Linked DNA regions of Anas platyrhynchos: region 2 is linked to region 1. Evidence: chromatin contacts called from public Hi-C data. All regions are on one chromosome and are shown on one strand. The core of a region is the stretch at or near the end of the contact, and the rest is flanking DNA. Distances in the headings are between cores, read along the strand shown.

Region 1 (3,608 bases), core at 686-3,185:
CATTGATAAGGACACAACAAGAAGCTGAGGAACAACTTCTCACCTGGGAAGGTGGAAATATAAATTACTTTGTTTTTGAAAAATAAATGAAGAGGTTTTATCAGTGTGGTGGTTTTACTGTGCTAGACAGCTGAACACCACCATGATCACTCCCTCACTTCCTCTTCTCTTCTGAGGAGGGGAAGAAGTAAAGGAAAGAACAACTCATGGGTTCAGATAAGGATAATTTAATTAAAGGGAAAACTAATTATTAAGGAAAGATTGTTGTACTTGAAACGTTTTTGTCAAAAAGTAGATATGAAGATGAACATACCTTGTCATTTCATGACTGCATTCAGATTTTCAGGTCTGAAAGGAGCAGAAGCTGTCTGTATCTACACATACCACAATTGTGCCAAGCACATTAACGTTGCCTTTCAAGCAATGCACAGCATAGCAGCTCTCTGCACCTTACTATCAAATGTCAATCAGACCCTACTTTGATTGTTAGAAACTACAAAACGGCAAGTCAAGAAAGATTTTATTGCTGGCAGCAGCAACGTTCAGCTACAACATACCTCCTGGTGTTTTCTGCATGGGGGAGTGGGAGAGAAGATGGCACTGCAGGAGAGCATCCATCGCCTCTGAGAACATCCCCAGGATGCCTCACATCAGAGCAAGGTATACAGGCCAACCCAGGGTTGACAATACAACTATCAAGGACAGACAAGGGAATCTAATGTGTAAATATGACCAAATGAAAGCCACAGATGGAAGTCACTTCCCTAACTCTCTTCATGCCCCAACACATTCCTTCTTGATTTTCTCTAGAGACAGTAAAACAAAATTTTAGAAGGGACAGGCACCCTTACATACACACATGTTTGGGGGAGCTTTCCCCACAGTTTTGCAACAATTCCATTCCTGTTCTTTCCTTCTCCCATGTCACCCAAAAAATTAAGGTTCATAGGGAACAGAAAACAGAGTCCAAGCATTTATTTTTGTAATAATCATTAAATATTTTTTAATCACAAAACAAACAAACAAACAAACAAACAAAAAAAAAAAAAAAACAAAAAAAAACCAAGATTCTGCTTCAGCTGCCTGCTGTCACATAGCTTTGTACAGAAGCTTGATGGGTTTGTAAGTTGAGAGGGAGGAAAAATCATCTTGAAGGCAAATTGGGGTTATTTCCATCCCCAAATTTCAGATGTCAGAACAGCCTGCATCATTGAGTTATCACAGAATCATCTAGGTTGGAAGAGACCTCCAAGATCATGTAGTCCAACCTCTAACCTAACACTAACAAGTCCTCCACTAAACCATATCCCTAAGCTCTACATCTAAACGTCTTTTAAAGACTTCCAGGGATGGTGACTCCACCACTTCCCTGGGCAGCCTATTCCAATGCCTAATAGCCCTTTTGGTAAAGAACTTCTTCCTAATATCCAACCTAAACCTCCCCTGGCACAACTTAAGCCCATTCCCCCTCATCCTGTCACCAGGCACCTGCAAGAACAGACCAACCCCCCCCTCGCTACAGCCTCCTTTAAGGTATCTGTAAAGAGCAATAAGGTCGCCCCTGAGCCTCCTCTTCTCCAGGCTGCACAACCCCAGCTCCCTCAGCCGCTGCTCGTGTTATTCAGAGTACCTCTGTGTTTCAGCAGGTTGTGAAGTGCTAGAGGTACTGCACATGCACAGATACAACGGGCTGGGGACATGCTGAAAGCCTGAAGTTTCTTGGATACATTAATTATGCCTAAAATAGCAACAGCCACTCTGCCACAACTGGAGTTCTGAAACGGTTCCTTTTTGGAGCTTTTTGCAATGCCTGATTCCTAATCCCCTAATCTACAATAGCACCAAGACAGAGTTATGCTGAAGAGCAATCCCCGACGAGGCCGCAGTGTGGGATTTGCAGATCTGTACAACCAGGTTTATTTGCCGCTTGTGCGGTAGGAAGGAGCGCGTCAGAGTAAGCTTCGCGCTGGGAAGCTTGTGCTGACGAAACACCAATTTCCCCTGACTGACAACGACGGATTTTACACAGAATTAAAACCACGGGGGGGCAAAAACTTAAGAAACCAAACGCCTGACGGAGTTTGGAAGGCTGTGAGGGCTGAGGGAACGGCGGAACCCTGCGGCCGCCCGCCGCGGCAGGAGGACGCCTTTGGCTGAGGCACCGCCGGTCCCTGCCGCCGGCATGGAGGCGCTGGCCGCCGAGCTGGGCGCCCTCAGCGCGGAGCGGGCGGCGGCCCCGGTGAACACGGTGGAGGTGAGCGGGGGACGAGCAGGGGCTCGTAAAACCAGACCCCCCGGGTTGGTTTTACACCTCTGGGTTGAGCCGGGGGCGGTTTCCAAAGGGATCTGGCTTTAAATAACGCCGCTGCTAAAAGCAACCCAACCCGCCATGCTAAAAAATCTTCTTAACGGGTGCGGCCCCTCTATGGAAAGCTGCTTTAAACTGTGTGTTTTTCTTGGTTTCAGGAAAAATGGAGACTTCTTCCAGCGTTTCTAAAGGTTAGTGCTCCACGCCCACCTCAAGGCATCCGGGCCCGGCTCTGTAGCCCCCTCTCACGGCCTCAGATTTCACAGACTGCCTGTCTGCTGCGTAGAATTTGCAATTTTAGTTTTTTTTTTCAGCTTCTGCTTCCATCAAATTGCGGGTAAACCGGTTACACAGATTGATTTCCTGAGGGTTTTAAGTATTACAGAGTCACAAAATCATCTAGTTTGGAGGAGACCCCAAAATCACCTAGCCCAACCTCTGACTTAACACTAAACCCTATCACTAAAATGAGTTTGTGGAGGCATCCTTTTAGAGGTCACTGGTTTTGTGTGGCCATTCAGAATAAATGCTGTGTATGGCATGGTGCTTCTAGACATTTTGCTGTTTCACTGTATGCAGAGGTCCCATTTGTGGTCTTTCTGTAAGCTCAGTACTAACACTGGTTTGCAACCAACATCAGAGCTTGTTTGAGCTCAAAGATTAGTATTAGCTTAACGTCAGTGCTGCTCTCCTAACCTGATATTAGGTGAAGGCACAGTGCTCTTTAAAAATGCAATTGGATGTAGTTACAGGACTCATAAACTCTTGGAAGTGAAGAGGGAAATACAGTAGGAAATACTGTATTGTGAAGGTGGCAGGTGAAGTCTGATGTGCCTGGGTGCCTCTGTGAAACAGCAGCCACCTCAGCACCCCTCTCATCACTCTGCAAATTGTACACGCTTCCACAAGGACAAAATTTGTTAACTTCCTTAACGTCCACTGGTACATAGTTTCTTTTTGCCCATGTATTATGTGCAATGTTTCTGTAAGTTAGCAAAACTATTATATAAAGAGTCATTCCTCCTTTGTCTTAACTCATGGAGACTTCACTGAGCGAATGAATTTGTCATTCCAAGTTTTCTATTTCTTTCTGATAATTTCAGAGTGAACTGTTGCTTATCATGTGAACTATGTAAATGGATCTGTTTTCTGTATGAAATTTTAAGTCTTGTAACCTGCTAGTTGTCATTGCATGTTTCAAAGCATCAAGTCCTCTGTGAGCATGTATGTGTCTCAAGATCAGCTAGCACTCATTTTAGTTCTCTTTTGAGGCTGGATTTTGCACAGTAGTTGATGTAGT
Region 2 (3,670 bases), core at 870-3,369, 300 kb before region 1:
TCTGAGCAGATCAATCTCTTCTGACTCTATGGGCAAGTGAGTCAAGTCACTCTACTTGTCACTGCTCCCAAACTGTTCAGACCAGGCTGTGTGGAGGCCCAGCCTGAGAAAACAAACAAACAAACAAACAAAAACAAACAAGCCCAAAACCTCCAGTGTCACAAAAATCCAGATTTAACCTTGTTTTGCCCAAGAAAATGTGTGAATGTTGTGATCAAGCTTTGCTGAGAAAGTAAGGTTTAATCTGGGCAAAAGGCTTGTTCATTCCCCTTTGTGACTGCAAAAAGGATCAATGACAGAGGTAAGTAAGAGGTATTTTGGTGTCCCGTATGTCTGACCATGGATCTGCTAGGTCCTTGTTTTAGCATCAGATGATTTTATTCTTGCATTCACACCCTCTAGCTGATAAACTTGTACTGCTACAAGGGAGCAACCAGCTCTTGCTGGGCTGGGGACTTGAACACAGGGATGTGGCTGGGCTTCCCCAGGGCACAGCAGCAGTTTTCTCTCCAGGGCCTTAACTTCACTATTGCAGGCAGCTGCAGCCTTGGACAGGAAAAGCCGTTCACAGAGATGGCAAAAGTAGAAGAGATCCCAGCATGCTTCCATGCTCTGTGCTTGTTATCAGACTCATCAGACTCCAGCATGTGACCATGGCGTATTAAATGCCAGCTGAGCAGTAGGAATCAAAGCCTTTTCATGAAGTCACCCATGGTGACCAGCCTTGGCAAGGCCATTACTTTCTGGAAAGGTTTCTTTTTTTCCTTTCCTGAGGTACGTTGAAGGGAATGATCTTGTGGTGTTCTCTGAAGACCGAAGACTTGGGGCCAGCAGGTGGCACAAAGTGAACGTCGGAGAGACAAAGGTTGTTATCTCCTCTCCAGAGAAGCCCCAGTAGGAAAGGTATTGTGGTGTGAGGGAAAAGCATCATGTGAGGATGCAGAGAGCACATGGACAGAGAAACACAGCAAAGAAACACGGGAGAGCATCAGGAGGTTCAAAATACATGGCTGAGTTCATGGTCTGTGAGTGAAAATGGGAAAATCATGGGCATACCGTGGCCATCTGAGTTTGTAAAAGGGGACTATAGATTTGCAGTAGGATTTTAGGTACAGGTGCCAGGGAAGGGATGTGGGACAGACATTATGGAAAAAATGAATTCAGCAACAGTCACCTCAGGATATTTGAAACTTCTTCCTTTGACATCTACTATTGCCAGGAAAATCCTGGACTGTTTCTACAGTGGACACATTTCAGGTATATGGAGCAGAGGATTTACAGGCTGATGGCTTGACTGATTAAAGTGGTAGAGCAGCTTTCTGGATGGGCAAAGGGAACCAGACATGGGCAAGTGAAGCTTCATGCTGCAAAAAACCCTCACTTAGAAAGGCATCAGCATGCACCTATGTAGGATTCCCCAGCAGAGAGCAGACTTGCTCCAGCAGTGGTGGGTTCGCTTTCCTGCTGCTGGACACAGCTCCTGCAGATCTCTGGTTCTGCTTGGACAGGGGGCAATGGGGTTGCTCACAGAGGAAAAGTGATCATATAGAGCCTCGATCTTCTCCTTGCAGCTAAGGAATGGTAAAATTCAGGAGAAAAAAAAAAATAAAAAAAAAAAAAAAAAATGAGAGAGAGTATTTAATGTGATAAAAAATCTGTAGTTAAAATGGAAAACTTTGAGTCTGTGTGCAAGGGAGGTGAAATGTAAAATTAACAAAGTTAACTGATTTGTGAAGGTCATATATATATATATGTATATTTATTCAAGGCTCACCCATAACATGAGAAAATTAGAATTCATTACAACATACACTTTTCATCATAAGATTTAAAACTACTAGTTCTGCAAGCAGTGCAGTGTACTAATTTCAACGTCTAATATGAGGCACTTAGGCCTGACCATCAGAGGTGCAGGTCACCTGCAAGTGTAATTGAGCTCAGCTGAGGTCTGGGCCATTGAAATCAACACGATCTGTTGCTTCTAATTAAGGCCCTGAACGGAGGTATCTTAACAAAAAGGAGTGTTACTTAAAAGTCTGGCTAACAAAAGTATTTGAGACCATGTGGTTAGTTGGGGATGAGTCTGAGCTGGACCTGATTGTAGCCAGCTGCTGATCCCACATGCTGTGAACTGGCAAAGTTACTATTCCCAAGGGGACGGTGAAGTATGTTCAGTGTACAGTCAATGTTTCCTTTACAGTCCACGTTTCCCTCTCCTCCAGGGGTTGAAATGTCAGGGAGAGATGCCATTTTTCTGCAGAGAGAAAAGCAAGAGCTGTCTCCTAGTGCAGGATGGGTCCCTTTGAAGCAGCCCCTCTACTTCAGAGGGTGGTCAGCCTGGAGGGCTGTGAAACTGCATTACTGTTGCATAGCCCATTGCTCAGACCTGTACCAGGGCCCAGTTATACACCACAGTCACTAGCAATAACAAAAAAAGAAGCAAAAAAGACATGAGGGATACCCTGAAGGCCCTAGTGGGCCTTAACAGCCCTGACTGGTTTAATCTGAAACCTCACCCACTCCATGGGCCTATTTCAGCATGCCCCAGGTTTGTGGCTTGTCCTTGAGCTGGGTTGTTGGTGGGTTTGCCTCTAGCCCTGTCTCTAGGCTACAGGATGGACCTTCTCAGTGCTGTACTGTGGCCCTGGCATGTCTGGTCCGGGTTGGCTCCTGGTACTGGCTTGTCCCTTGCTGTGCTATCAAAGCAGCCCATTACCTGCCTTGGTCTCCATACCCAGCCCTGTGAGGCTGCAACCCTTGATGAGTGCCCACCTGTGTAGGGCAGTCCTTGACACCTGGCTTGTGCCCTGTCCTGTGTAGCAGCCCTGCATATCTCACTGGTGGGGTGCTGTTTTTTTCCTACCTTTGTCCAGTTGATGTTTGCATGGTGTCTCCCCTTTAGCTTGTGGGGCCTTCTGTGCTGACATTTCCCTGGCTTTTTCAGCTCTGAAATCTCTGCACTAATTATACTTGCTGAAATATGAGCCTTCTGACGATGGGAAAGGGATAAAAATAAGGCCGTTGTCCTTCTGTTGTGCGTGGATCCAAGCACTATTTAGAAATGAGTCCTATTCCAAAGTGCTGCCTTCCTTTTTTGGGGGGCTTTGCAGTCATAGGATACAACAAGTGATGAGTCGGGCTATAGTGTTTTGGATGGGAACTACCATTTTCATTGTTCTGTCTCACCTTATAGTAACACTTTATTAGGAAACATACTGGCATGTCAGAACAAGCGGGTTCAATTAGCAGGACAGCAGCAAGGTAGCAGAGCACCCAGAAAACTTGTGACCATTGTGTCTGTGCTGCAGACCCATTTTTGCCTGCTGGAAGATTAAAAGGTTACAAACTCATTGTAAAGCATCATGTGCTTTGTGCTATTTACATGTCTCCATAATTAACTAACACATGTTGCTGGTTCATTTCTCGTGGGCAGGTACTTAAGGCTCATTCTTCATTTGGGCTAGATTTGAAGTGGCATCTTGAAGCAGGAAAATGACAGCCATGATTCCTTGACCCACTCAGCTCTCCTTGGTATCTGAAGGGTTGTTCCTCCTTCAAATGCTTCCCATCACCTCTGACATCTAATCTCTTAAAGAAGCCAGGCTATTTCAGTCAGTTTTCAGTATGTATTTAGTGGTATTAGGAAAAATAAATATGCCAGCAGGAGAAT

What was found. A called contact is a pair of places that touch in the nucleus more often than the background predicts.
Region 2: a contact with region 1 is called in a Hi-C map of subcutaneous adipose tissue, with 4 times the contacts expected there. The contact joins the enhancer-like site here to the promoter of POLR3B in region 1. A contact is called at or near these places in 2 of 8 Hi-C or Micro-C datasets (skeletal muscle and subcutaneous adipose tissue).

The regions. Positions count from the first base shown.
Region 1 is chr1:57,153,341-57,156,948 of IASCAAS_PekinDuck_T2T, reverse strand. POLR3B (RNA polymerase III subunit B) reads left to right here and starts at 1,935. Exons shown (of 28, transcript XM_027449743.3): 1 at 1,935-2,254; 2 at 2,467-2,499. The coding sequence starts at 2,183.
Region 2 is chr1:57,453,815-57,457,484 of IASCAAS_PekinDuck_T2T, reverse strand. All of the region lies in intron 5 of C1H12orf75 (chromosome 1 C12orf75 homolog), which reads left to right. It overlaps LOC119713296 (a long non-coding RNA gene), which reads right to left. Exons shown (of 2, transcript XR_005260393.2): 1 at 2,864-3,670; 2 at 1,738-2,254. Among named protein-coding and RNA genes, the nearest start is that of C1H12orf75, 30 kb to the left of the region's middle. Within about 2 kb of position 2,119, at least 3 of the 8 cell types and tissues checked have an H3K27ac peak or open chromatin away from gene starts, as enhancers often do. A contact at or near this core is called in subcutaneous adipose tissue, where this site is marked.